Regions from separate parts of the Mus musculus genome. Here regions 2 and 3 are each linked to region 1. Evidence: chromatin contacts called from public HiChIP or PLAC-seq data. All regions are on one chromosome and are shown on one strand. The core of a region is the stretch at or near the end of the contact, and the rest is flanking DNA. Distances in the headings are between cores, read along the strand shown. Region 1 overlaps Fbxl20 (F-box and leucine-rich repeat protein 20). Region 2 has its middle 22 kb from the start of Fbxo47. Region 3 overlaps Plxdc1 (plexin domain containing 1).

The links. HiChIP or PLAC-seq counts read pairs in DNA pulled down with a chosen protein or histone mark.
Region 2: an H3K27ac HiChIP or PLAC-seq map of embryonic stem cells shows a contact between it and region 1, with 6 read pairs. The contact joins two enhancer-like sites. A contact is called at or near these places in 1 of 484 Hi-C or Micro-C datasets (pancreatic cancer cells) and 2 of 115 datasets of contacts at active chromatin or transcription factors (both in embryonic stem cells).
Region 3: an H3K27ac HiChIP or PLAC-seq map of embryonic stem cells shows a contact between it and region 1, with 5 read pairs. The contact joins two enhancer-like sites. A contact is called at or near these places in 5 of 39 promoter capture datasets (the C10 cell line, the HPC-7 cell line, cranial neural crest and 2 more) and 1 of 115 datasets of contacts at active chromatin or transcription factors (embryonic stem cells).

The regions. Positions count from the first base shown.
Region 1 is chr11:98,118,633-98,123,084 of GRCm38.p6, reverse strand. The region is part of intron 2 of Fbxl20 (F-box and leucine-rich repeat protein 20); the gene reads left to right. Among named protein-coding and RNA genes, the nearest start is that of Fbxl20, 29 kb to the left of the region's middle. Within about 2 kb of position 1,739, at least 18 of the 459 cell types and tissues checked have an H3K27ac peak or open chromatin away from gene starts, as enhancers often do. A contact at or near this core is called in embryonic stem cells, where this site is marked.
Region 2 is chr11:97,904,212-97,908,663 of GRCm38.p6, reverse strand. No RefSeq gene overlaps it. Among named protein-coding and RNA genes, the nearest start is that of Fbxo47, 22 kb to the right of the region's middle. Within about 2 kb of position 2,358, at least 16 of the 459 cell types and tissues checked have an H3K27ac peak or open chromatin away from gene starts, as enhancers often do. A contact at or near this core is called in embryonic stem cells, where this site is marked.
Region 3 is chr11:97,956,326-97,960,777 of GRCm38.p6, reverse strand. It overlaps Plxdc1 (plexin domain containing 1), which reads left to right. Exons shown (of 14, transcript NM_028199.3): 3 at 4,212-4,355. Among named protein-coding and RNA genes, the nearest start is that of Plxdc1, 28 kb to the left of the region's middle. Within about 2 kb of position 1,952, at least 62 of the 459 cell types and tissues checked have an H3K27ac peak or open chromatin away from gene starts, as enhancers often do. A contact at or near this core is called in embryonic stem cells, where this site is marked.

The DNA of each region.
Region 1 (4,452 bases), core at 490-2,989:
CAGGGTTTCTCTGTATAGCCCTGGCTGTCCTGGAACTCACTTTGTAGACCAGGCTGGCCTTGAACTCAGAAATCCGCCTGCCTCTGCCTCCGGAGTGCTGGGATTAAAGGCATGCGCCACCACGCCCGGCTCCTTTTATTTTTTTTAAGATTTATTTATTTATTATATGTAAGTACACTGTAGCTGTCTTCAGACACACCAGAAGAGGGCATCAGATCTCATTACAGATGGTTGTGAGCCACCATGTGGTTGCTGGGATTTGAACTCCCGACCTTTGGAAGAGCAGTCAGTGCTCTTAACCACTGAGCCATCTCACCAGCCCTTGTTTTTATTGATTGATTGATTGATATTTGGTGGTTTTTGTAGTCTTGGCTGGTCTGGATTGCAAGCTGTACATCAAGATGAACTCAAAGTCCTAGAGTTGTCTTGGCATGGTGGCACATGCCTTTAATTACAGCATTTTCGAAGCAGAAGAAGGAGGATGACTGCTGTAAGTTGAGGCCAGCCTGGTCTACAAAGTTCCAGGACAGCCAGAACTTTGTAGAACCCTTGTCTCAACACGAAAAAGCAAGAACAAAAATTCTTTGAGTCAATCTACTTCTCCCTCCTGAATTTTAATTATATGAATCTGGGTTTCTGTTTACATACATGTGTATGCCATGTGCATGTTGGGTGCCTTTGGAAGCTAGAAGAGGGCATAGAATCCCTTGTAACTGGAGTTATAGACATTTGTGAGATGTCATGACCTGATTTAGTTGTGGATCAAAGGTAATTTTCTATGTTTTAGGTAAACACGTAATAGAATTACCATTTTTTATTGCAAAATAAGCATTCTAATAACCATGATTTTACCCCAGTAAAACATTTTTTGTTTTGTTTGAAACACTGTCCATCTCTACAGCCCTGGCTCACTGTGTAGACCAGGCTGGCCTCAAACTTGAGATGCACCTGCCTCTGCCTCCTGAGCACTGGGACTAAATGTATGCGCCGCCAGGCCCATCGTTCGGCCTACTTTTGTATTTTTTCAAAAAAGAAAGAGAAACTCCCAGGAGGCCCCTGACCTCAGAGCACGTGGTCAGCCTGAGAAGCGAGCTCTTCCCCCCCCCCCCCCCCCCCGTTCGTTTTCATCCTTCCTGATCCTTCCTGATCATTATCACAGTGAACCTGGAAGTGAACAGGTTTCACTTCCCAGCAGACGCACTTGGCTGGCATTCCTCTACCGCGGAGCATGGGCCCAGTATGGTCAAAGAGAAATGACAGAGGATTCCTACAGGACATTATTTACTTTCTGTGCTTGGGTGTTTTTTCTGCATGGCTATCTGTGTATCAGATGTGTACAGTAACCACAGGCCAAAAGAGGGCATTGGCCCCTCTGGGACGGAGTTACAGAAGGTAGTGGCTGCCGTGTGCGGCTTGTTTTGTGTAGAGATTACTTTTACTTCCTGAAGACATTGGTGTCTCAAGTTTTCTGCCTCCATCCGGGCGTGGTGGAGCACGCCTTTTATCCTACCACTCGGGAGGAAGAGGCAGGCAGGGTTTCTGAGTTCAAGGCCAGCCTGGTCTACAGAGTGAGTTCCAGGACAGCCAGGGCTACACAGAGAAACCCTGTCTTGAAAAAAAAAAAAGAAAAGAAGTTTCCTGCCTCCATTTGTTAACTTAGGCCCAGTCCCAGGAGCTTGTAGCCTCCATACAATCTTTAGTAGGCCTAGAATGTTTCAGCCTCTGAGACTTGCTGCTGAATAAGCTCACCCTTTCTTGTGCTCACTGAGCTCTGACTGGCTGATTCAACTCAGCTGCTCTGCCTCAAACTCCTCTCCAAGCTGACCGATTCAATCTGGCTTCTCTCAGCTTCTCCTGACTTGTTCTGTTTGACCTCAAACTCTCGCAATCTGTTCTAATCTTCTGGCGCCTGCTCATCCTCTGGCTCATTCTGTCTTTACCTGTGTCCAGCTGGTTTTCTCTGCAACTTGTCTCTGTGTAACTGTTCCATTAGAACTGCTCGCCCCTCCCCCTGCACTGCCCCTCAAGTAGCTTCCCTTTCCTTTCTCTTCTCATGAGAGTTGGGCAGATCCTGTTCTGTCAACTCTTCCTCGGATTTGTCACTTTGCCTGCCACCCAGTTAGACATCACTTTTAAACTTGGGTGCTTCCTTCGACAAACTAACTTTACCTTCAGTGTTTACTATTAAAGGAGTGCACTAAGTGGGTGTCTGAATTCCAGCCAGAGGGATTAAAGGTGTGTGCTAAAGGCTGAGCCTCACCACACCTAGAAACAGGTTTTTCAGTAAATAACACAATCTCAGAGCTTGGTGTGGTGGCGCACGCCTTTAATCCCAGCACTTGGGAGGCAGAGGCAGGCGGATTTCTGAGTTCAAGGCCAGCCTGGGCTACACAGAGAAACAATCTCAGGATTCACAGTGTGATCAAATATCCTGCAACATTTTGCTTTTTTTTCCTTTTAGCTTTTCATTTATTTTACGTGTATTTTGCCTTTATATATTCGTGTGCACACATGCATGTCTAGTGTCCTCCTTGGATCCCCTGGAACTGTAGCTACAGATGGTTGTGAGCCACCTTGTGGGTGCTGGGAGTTGAATCCGAGTCCTCCATAAGAACAAGTGCTCAACCCCTGAGCCATCTCTCCAGCCCAGCCTACTTAGAGCAGTAGGACTTTCCAGAGAGTTCTAATAGTAATATAGATGATAAAGTAGTTAACTGCTGTTATAGTTTGGATCCTGAATGTCTTCCAAAAGCCTAAGACGACTTGGTCCTTAGTCTTTGGTTCTCTTAGGAGGTCGAATAGCCCTTAGGAGTTAGGGCCTAGTCAGATATGAGCCCTTGAGGGGAGTATTGGGAACCTGGTCTCTCCGTGCCTCTCTCTCTCTTTGCTTCCTGGCTATCACATGTCCCCTCATGTTGCCATCCCACCTAACCAACAATCTAAGCAACAGCATAGCAAAATAACTGTGTTATAAAAACCTGAAATCACGTGATCATCACCTATTTTGTGCAGTGGTGAAAGTCTAACATAGTATACACTGAAGTACTTATGTGCTCTATACAGTGTAGATTAAAAAAGGCTCGCATACCAGTGAGTAGCATTTTGGTTAAAATAATGGTGCTGGAAAGTACCTAGATAACAGCTCAGGTGTCTGGCATGGCCTCTCCAGATCTGTGAGGAGAGACACACAAAAGGGCTGAGAGTGCTGGCACACACCTGTGATCCCAACCCAGCCTGGTCTACAGTTGAGAGTCCTGGGATAACCAGGGCCACTCAGACTATCTCAACCCCTCTTCCCCCAAACAGACAGGAAACCAGAGAGGTGAGCTGGAGAGGTGGCTCAGCAGCTCTTAGCACTGGTATTCTTACATTGCATCCGGGTTAGATTCCCAGCACACACATCGTGGCTTATGGCTCCCATAACTTCAATTCCAAAGGATATCATGCCTTTTTCTGATACCTGTAGGGACCAAACATACAGTTTGTATATATGTATATGTATATGTATATGTATATGTATATGTATATGTATATGTATATGTATATGTGTGTGTGTGTGTGTGTGTGTGTGTGTATGTAATGAATATGTATGTAATGTATACGTGTATATATACCTGTGTGCACACACACACGTGCATGCATGCAAGCAGAACAATCATACACAGAAAACAAGATAAATCAGAAGCAAGACTTGGAGCCGGGTGTGGTGGCACACGCCTTTAGTCCCAGCACTTGGGAGGCAGAGACAGGCGGATTTATGAGTTCGAGGCCAGCCTGATCTACAGAGTGACTTCCAGGACAGCCAGGGCTACACAGAGAGACCCTGTCTCGCCAAAAAAAAAAAAAAAAAAAAAAAAAGAAGCAAGACTCAGGCAAACAGCAGCAAGAGGCACACATATTTAAGCCTGTTCTTGGGTGGCAGAGATAGTTGGATCTGTATGGGTTGGAAGCCAGCCTGGGTTACATACTGAGATCCTCTTGCAGGTAAACAACAAACTCACGAGAGAGACTGGTGTACATCTGTAAGCCTAGCCCTCAGGAGATAGAGGCAGGAGAATTGCCCTCCAGTCTGAGCCAGCCTACTGCTACTGCTGCTTCTAGTTTCTTTATTCTTCTTCCTCCTGTTCTTCAGAGGCCAGTGGGAAATAGGCTGTGGGTGTTTCTGGGGATGGAATTCAGGTCCGTGTACATGCTGAACTATCAGTTTACCCAGCTGTGGCCCAGGTCCTACTGACACCCATTTCATTCATTATCTCATCATAGTTGTTGTCTGGGCTTTGTTCAGGTGTTTGGCTGACATTGCAGGATTCAGAGCAGTTGCAGTTGCGTAACACGAGTCCTCTTGCTCCTCCCTTAATCCTTTCAATTCAGTATCAACTTTAATCAGTCTCATGTGGGAGAATTAGAAATCTATCAGAAATCTAAGATGAGCCTGGTAGTTCAGGTGTGTGA
Region 2 (4,452 bases), core at 1,109-3,608, 220 kb after region 1:
AAACCCTCAATCAGTGTTTCTAAAAAAAAAAAAAAAGTGTGAGTATGGATGTGTACGTGCGTGCATCTAAACCACTTCGAGAGTCATCCTGGACAGTGTGACTCTTTCAAACCGGGGATATGACTCCTGCTCTGTCCTGCTCTACCTCACCACAGTAGAAAGAAAGCATCCCAAATTCAAGTCCACCAATAGTCATCATCTCCCATTTCCATGCTTCAGGGTTTGTAGATGAGAGAGGTGGGGGAGGGAGGATGGGAATAGGGAAGGAGGAAGAGGAGGAAGAGGTAGGTCTACAAGGCAGGAGGTAACAACTGGCTTGGCAGATGTGGAAATTGAGTCCGGGGAGAACGAGCATCAGTGTGGTGTGGGAAGCAGAAACCAAGATGACACTGGACAGGCCACCAGGGGACACAGGATATTTCCCAGGACTCTGGGTTCCCTCCATAGGCATGCACAGATCTTGGTGCCACACAGTTGGCTGCCCTCCAGCTCCTGGTGACAGCCTTTACCAAGATGGCTGGCGTTGTTCTTATCTATATTCTTTGACAAGCCATCTGTCTGCTCCATTCGGCAGGGCTCTTGTTGCTGGTGAAGACACAGCTGGGCTTGCTGCCCTCTGAGTCTCCAGCAGAAGAGGGTTTGCTCCTCCTGGCCATTCTGTTGGACAGAAGGGTCACATCTTCTAGGGACAGACGGACAACTTGTCAGAACAGCTGTGGGAGCTCAAAGAAGGTGCAGGGACAGAAGCAAGGGTTCTTTAGAGCTCTGGAGGGTGGGCTGTGGTGGAGGGTGGGCTGTGGTGGAGGGTGGGCTGTGGTGGTGGGGGTGAGCTATGGTAAAGGGATCTTAGGCTATGGTGGAGGAAGGTGATGGAGGGTGGGCTGTAGTGGAGGGTGGGCTGTGGTGGAGAGTAGATAAGCTGTGGTAGAGGGTGGGCTGTGGTGGAGGGAGGGTGGCCTGTGGTGGAGGGAGGATGGGCTGTGGTGGAGGGTAAGGGAAGAAATGGGTATTGACTTTAGAGAAGCTGCTGGGCACTTTGTAAAGACCTGATCAGGCATGCTGAGGCCTCCCACTAAGGAAGGGGACTGGTGGAATTGTCACAGATCTAAGGAATGCTTTCCGGGCACAGCAGACATCATAGGTTGCAGTAGAGGATCGGTGGCGGCCAGGGAGGGCAGGCACAGGGTCCTGAGTATACCCTACTCTACGTACTTCCCTCTTTCTGGCCCCCTTGGATAGTGAGCCTTTATATAAGCCCCTTCCTGGCTCTCAGCATCCTAGAATAGCCACATAGGGTACTGGTTTCTTATTTTCAAGTGCTCAATACATATTTTTTGGTGAAGGTCTACAGAGATGCTTTTGAGAGATACTGAAGCCCCTCAGCGGGACAGTGGGAAGTCAAACTGGGCAGACAGGGTTGCTTTAATGAGAGCACCTGCTTGGCAAGAGACTGGATACGCAGCAGGAGCATCCGATGGCAAAAGAATGATGGGGACATTAACAGAAGTAACAGGAGCAGGGGCGGAAGAGAATGCGTGGGAAAGGGCAGTGCGACGGTGCTTCTGGGTTGGGACAAGACCGCTAAAAATATCTGCCCAGCAGCTGGACACATAGAACGCCAGCCCCACTAACCTTGTGGCCTGGGAAGGTCCTACTTTCATTTCTGTTGTAGTGATAAAAGATTCTGACAACAGTTTAGGAAAGAAGCAGTTTATTCTACTGATAATTGCAGGCTATATTCCATTATTTCAGGGAACTCAAGGCAGGAACCTAACGTATCAAATCCACAGTCAATGCAAAGAGAGAAGAAGCTGGCTGCCATCTCTCTTTATTCTGTCTTATGCAGTTCAGGACTCTCCCTGCATAGAGAATGATGCCTCCCATAGTGGGCAGGGTCTTTCTACCACAATTAACAATCAAGGCATTTTCCACAGACAGGACTAAATAGGCCACCCTGATCTAGATAATTCTCCAATAGGAAAGACTCCCGGAGGTGCTAGAGAGAAGGCTCAGTGCTTAAGAGCCTGTGTTATGCGTTACTTTTGCAGAGGAACCAAGTTTTGTTCCCAGCACCCATGTCTTTTTTTTTTTTTTTTTTTTTTTGGTTTTTTTTTTTTGGTTTTTTCGAAACAGGGTTTCTCTGTATAGCCCTGGCTGTCCTGGAACTCACTTTGTAGACCAGGCTGGCCTTGAACTCAGAAATCAACCTGCTTCTGCCTCCCGAGGGCCCATGTCTTTTTTTTAAAAAGATACATTTAAAAAAATGATTCATTTTGAAAAGAGTCAAGATGTGTCAAGCTGCTAGTAAAAACCAGAGCAGGAGCCACACGCAAAGCTGTGCTAGCAGTTGTCTCAGGAGAGGGTGTGACCACCCAGGAGGGCAGAGAGAAGACAAGAGGCTCTGGGTGGAGCCTTGAATCAACACTGAGGAGAAAAGAGCAACTAGCTGTTGAGGAAAGAAAAGGAGACTCCGGCAAGGGCAGAGTCAAGGCAGACAGGGAGGAGTGGCTTAGGCCAGGAGATGACCCCAGGATGCCCCAGAAATCCAGTGAGCAAACCTGGGCTACCACCCAGTAGCAAGAGAGTTCTCAGAGGACACAGTGATGAGGCTGTGGGAGGGCAGGATCCAGATTGTGTTGGTTAACAAAGAAGTGGGTGTGAGGGCTATGGAAGCCAAGGGAAACACTCTGGGAAGGGCTCTGGCAGGATGCAGAGAAGAAAGTCCCACTCCAGATGGAGGTGGGGCTGAGGGGAGCCTGTGTACAGAATGGGAGACACAAGAAGGGGTTTGTAAGCAGAAGAGGAGTCTGGAGGCAAAGGGCGTTTGATGATAGAGAAGGTCCCAAGGCAAGAGAGCGCACAGTCAGACTAATGATAGCTTAGCACATGCCTAGCTTGTGTCAGAGCATGGGTTTCCTGTCAGAACCTCAACAATAGAGTAAAAAGCATGCAGATCAAAGGAGTGATGCATTTAGTGAACATAGCAAGTCCTTAGAGAAGTGGAGTGTGAGCTACACAGCATCAGTCTGTTTTATTTCACCTCATCTTCACAAAGGACTTACTGTTTTCACTAAAATGCAAGAAAGTTAAATGGGTCACCCAAGATCACATAGCTTATCAAAGCTCGGGATCAAAGAATCAGTGAAGAGAAGTTCATAGGCTGAAGACTCAGTGCAGTTGGTAGGTGCTTGCCTAGCCTGCACGAAACCATGGGTTCAATCCCCAGTTCTACATAAACTGAGCATGGTGGCTCAAGGCTGTGATCCCAGCACTTAAGAGATAGAGGCAAGAAGATTAGAAATTCAAAGATAAATATCCTTGGCGACATATTGAGGGGCCCAGCCTGGGCTACATAAGACCTGTCTCAAAAAGAGAGAGATATATTAGGTACCAAAGACCCAAAGAGAATAGGAAGCAGGCTCTTGCCCTCATAGCCTTACAACCAACATCAGTAGACTAGGCTCTACCCTACCAACAAAATGCTCAGAAGATGTGCAAATAATAAAAGTTCAGCTGGGGCAAAGGAGAGGATGCACCAGGCCGAGTTCAAGAGGAGGTGACGTTTGACCTGAGTCTGGAAAAACCAGAAGGGAAAAGTTGGCTGACAAGCGAGTGACCGTCCCAGACAAATAGAACTAATACGCACAAGCCTGAGCCGCTGGGAACTGTGACCAATTCACTGTTCCGGAACACGGGGTAGGTGTGGCCGGGTACAGGATAGCAGTGTGCCAAGATGGGGGTGTAGGAAAATGGCACACTGTCCTGAAGCACTGTAATGTTTTCCCTTGATCAAGCAAGGGAAAAGTATCAGATTTGCACTCGACGGCAAGAGTGCGGGAGGTCTCCTGGGAACAGCACGGTGAATGAACGAAATAAGAACTGTGGGAATCCAAGGAGCCAGCCAGAGATGGTACAGTATGGTAGCCCAGGCAAGAAGGGATGGGCGGAGACACTGGCATTTGTAATGCAACAGAGAATGAATATATATGTTCATATATATGGGCATACACTGTGTGTGTGTGTGTGTGTGTGTGTGTGTGTGTGTGTGTGTGTGTGTGTGTGTGTGTGATTCGTATACACAGTGTGATGGTTTGAATGAGCAATCCCCATTGTCTCAGGTATTTGAATACGTGGGTCTCAGTTGATGGTATAATTTGGGTAGGTCTAGGGGGTATGGCCTTGCTGTAGGAAGTATGGCACTGGGGATGAGCATGGAGTCTTCAAAGCCTTGTACCACTCCCAGTTCACTCTGCTCCTGCTTGGGGTTCAAGGTGTGAGCCCTAGCTTTCCAGATCTAGCCGCCATCCTTTTCCTCTGCCATGGTAGACTCAGGAACCGTAAGCCTAAATAAATCCTTGCCTCTATAAGGGGCCCTGGTCATGGTATTTTATCATAGCACTAGAAAAGTAAGACACATAGATACTCACATATATAAACATACATACATGTGTA
Region 3 (4,452 bases), core at 703-3,202, 160 kb after region 1:
CGATCCATGTCGAGAGCCAATGATAGAAGCTGCAAAACAGACAGAGCTTGTGCAGGCCTTGAACTGAGTCCTGGGTCCTGCTCAGCCAGCCCTGCTCTGGGCCAGAGCTCCCTAAGGAATGCAACCCCTGACCTGAAGGAACTCATATCCTATGGGTATAAGAGTCCTTTAAAAAGGCCGGAGAGGTGGCTCAGAGGTTAAGGACACTCCTGCTCCTCTGCAGGTCCCATGTTCAATTCCCAGCACCCACATCATGGCTCACAATCGTCTATAACTCCAGTTCCAGGAGATCTGCTAACCTCTCCTGGCCTCTTTTGGCACTGTGCACACACCTGGTACCCAGACATATATGCAAGCAAAACACTCACACACGTGAAGGAAGTAAACCTTATGTTGTTGGTTGTAAGCCTATCCTCTAACAGCTGAGCCATCTCATCTTCAGCCCAGAAGTACGTACATCTTAATGAAAGAAAACTTGAAGAAGCCAGATCAGATAGCTCAGAGTGTGGGCTAGCCTCTTAAGGGATTGAGCACTTACTGAGCAGCCAATTACTCCACTCTCGCCCCAGACAGGGTCTCATGTAGCCCAGGCTAGCCTCAAACTCACTGTAGTTGAGGATGGCTGTAGTTCTGGGACTTCAGGGATTTGTACCAGGCCTTTTTGGATCATGGAAAAAAAAATTTTAGGGACCGAAGACACCAAGGCCCTGAGGCAGACAAGTGTTGATGATTTCCAGAACAGAGAGACACCCAGTAAAGAGGGAGAAAAAGGGGGGTGCAGGAGTGGGGGTGGGCACAGGATCAGACCACTGCCATCTAAAGTTTGTTTAGGTGACAGGCGTCAGAGACTTAAGAGCCATCCTTCCAACGTGTCATCAAAAACCTAGGCCCCACCCAGCTCTGTACCCTTCCATCCTTAGGATGTGGTACCTGCCCTTAAACTTACAATGTGGTTTTTGGAGCTCCAGCTATCAGGTCTGCATGCCAGACTGGAGGAGGAGGAAGAAGAGGAGGAGGAGGAGGAGGAAGAGGAGGAGGAGGAGGAGGAAGAGGAGGAGGAGGAGGAGGAAGAGGAGGAGGAGGAAGAGGAGGAGGAGGAGGAGGAGGAGGAGGAGGAAAAAGCTAACAGGGACAAGCAGTTAAATTGGATTTCTTCCCAAAGACCCCATTAAAATCTCCATAGCCAGTTGTTTGTTTTCTGTTGTGCTGTTGTATGCTGGACATATTGCTTACTCTGATGCTCCGTTAGTGACAAGGAATCTGGAATGCACGTTGTCTAGGCAACGCCAGGCTCTGGCCCACAGGGCCTAGCACACTGTGGTAAGAGGTCCAACATTCATTCTCTCTAACTGAGCGCCAGGGTGTCCTAAGCAGGGGAGTGACAGGGAGGGAGGCAAACAACTCCAGGCTGCCCCCACGGAACCACAGCAGCTTACAGCTGAGGGTACCTGAATTCATTTTCTGCTGTAAGACATTTATTCTCTCCCGGGCCTAGAGTCTGAAGCCACTCTCCTTCTGGAGGCCCTGGGAAGAGCCACTCCTGCCAGCCTCTTAGCTCCTGGCGACTCCTGGGCATCCCTGGCCCTCCTTGGCCTAAGGACATCAGTCCAGTCTCTGCCTCTGCGATCACATGACTTCCTGGGTCTCATTTCCTCTGTCTGGCTCTTGCCCTCCAGAGATAAAGATAGCATCTGGGCTGTGGTGGTGATGCCTTTATTCGAAGCAGGCAAGTGGATCTCTGAGTTTGAGGTTAGCCTGGTCTACTGAGTGAGTTTCAGGATAGCCAGGGTCACACAGAGAGACCATGTCGTCAACAACAACAACAACAGAGACAGCAGCCATTGAATCAAACTTCTCTAATCCAGGGTGACCTTGACTCTACTTACTTGAAGAGACTCTGTTTCTAGGAAGGTCACCTTTGTGGATGCTGGAGAATGGGATTGGACACACCTTTAGGGAGGCTGAGCTTAAAGCCACCGCAGCATGCCCAAGGAATGGAATGTCCTTCCCACTCCTCCCCTTCAGAGCCAGCCAGGCCTTCAGCCTGAGTTTTGATGAGGCAGGTTTATTTTCAAATTCGCAACCCATTCCTCACTGGTCTCTTAGTCATAAGAGGGCATATTGTGCCTCAAATGCAGTTTGTTGGAATTTCTTCTGTTGCTGGGCAACAAACCCTGCACCTTGCATGTGCTCTCACGCTGAGCTGGGTCCCAAGCTGGGCTTTCACTTGCTTTGTGTTTGCTTATTTATTTATTATTCCTTGTATTTTGAGGCAGAGGCTCAACAAGTTACCTGGGTTGTCCCAGACTCTATGTAGCTCTGGCTGGCCTTGAACTCGTGAGCCTCCTGTCTTAGCCTTCCAAGTCCCTGGGATTAGAAACACGTGCCACCTGACGCCCACACACTTGTTGAGCACTGATCAGGTGAGGGAGAACCTTGGTCCAAAGGTACAGAGGTGACTCCCTTGTTTCTGCATGTCAGGGGCTGACGTTGAAGCAGGAGCAGTCATCTAAGGCTGCATGGTTGCACATGCCTGAAATCCTAAGCACTTGAGAGGTAGAAGCAGGAGAATTGGGAGTTCAAGACCAGTCTTGGCTACGTAGCAAGTTCTAGGCCAACCTCAGCAAGTTCTAGGCCAACCTCAGCTACTCGATTGAGACCCTGTGTTAAAATCAACCTGTATAGTAGTGGCGCACGCCTTCAATCCCAGCCCTTGGGAGGCAGAGGCAGGATCTCTGTGAGTTTGAGGCCAGTCTGGTCTACAGAAGCTAGCCAGGGCTACACAGAGAAACCCTGTCTCAAAAGCAAACCAAAATGAAACCAACAAGTTGGGGTGAGGGGAGTGGGGGCTGATTTTCTTTTTTTTTTTCAAAATTTTAAGCTCTATTTTTTTAAAGATTTATTGTCTTTTTATTTATGTGTATGTGCACGTGGTGCCCACAGAGACCAGGTCCCTCAGAGCTGGCGTTTGCAGGTGACTGTGAACCCCGCAGTGTGGATGCTGGGAACTGAACCCTGGTCCTCTGACGGAGCAGTAAGCACTGTTAGTGTGGAGTGAACCGTCTCTCCAGCCAGAGCTGGCCTTTATTAAACTATTTTGTTTGAAATGGGAGTGTAGCCTGGCAAAAGCAGGTGGTTCCAGCAGAATCCCCCCATCCCATGTTTCTTTACTTACCCCCCCCACCCTTAGCCCACCCCAACCCTAGAGCTCCAAAATGTTCTCACAGGGAATTGCTTGTCACAGGGAGCCATGCTCTGCCTCTCTGCAGGCATACAGTGGCCAGGGCCCCACTTCCCAGCTTCCACTGGGCTCAGGCCAAGCACTGGCAGTTGGCTTGCTCAGCAGGAAGAACACGGTTTGCTCTGTTGTGTCTGCAGCCTGATTAATGATCCATGATGCCCGGGGCATCACCGTAGCCGAGGTAGCCTTGGGAGCCTTTGACCTCCCTGATGCTGCCTCCTGTGAGGTGCTTTTGGGACAGCTCCAGGCAGTGCTGAGACAGCCCAGCTCACTGGCTTTCCCTGGCCTGCTATAAGGGTTGGCCCCAGATGCTCCTCTGAGGGAGACTTTGGAAAGAAACCCAGCCTGCTGTGGTATCTGCATCAGCCACACAGGGAGATGTGAAATTATCCCCTGAGGAACTCCTCACTTCTCTCCTCCATCTGGTGACCACAGAGAACAGGCACTACTGTTTTCTGTTCTGCTCTTGCCTCTGTGCCTGGGTTCCATTGCCTGTGTCCTGCCTCCGCCATCAGACTAGCAACTCTGGCGACTACCTTCTCCATTAGACATCTAAGACCTAGTTGTTATAGCTGTTGTATTTTCTCTCTTTTCTTAGGCAGGTCAGAGATTATGTCCTCTGTGATCTAGGCATGGTCCTTGAAATGAAGGCTTTATCTGGGGCTTCTCCATCATGTCCCCAATACTGATCTTGCCCTTCATCATGCTCTGAAACATTTAGAGTTACAGGATAACTCTGGCTTGTCTGGACAGGACAGGGCTGAGTATACGTGGAGCAACGGCCAGACTTGTTGAGGAATGGCTTGGGAGAGACACCAAGGGTGTTGCAGGGACTTTCAGGCCTAAAGCATTCAGTCAGGTGCGCTGGGCCAGGAGGATATTGGGAAGTCTGAGTAGGGAGAAGCAGAGGATGGTGCCCAGCTTGCCTGGCTCCTCACGCCACCTCTAGGCTCTGTCTCTGTCCCCGCAGGAGGACAACCATAACTACTACGTGTCCCGTGTCTACGGCCCTGGTGAGAAACAAAGCCAGGATCTGTGGGTGGACCTGGCTGTGGCCAACCGGAGTCATGTGAAGATCCACAGGATCCTCTCCAGTTCTCACCGACAGGCTTCAGTGAGTGCCTAGGCCTAACAGGACTCGGGGCTAGGCCAGCAATGGCGGCCTGGGAGTACATGGGGCTATGGCCTGAGATTTGTAATTGGAGCGGGTT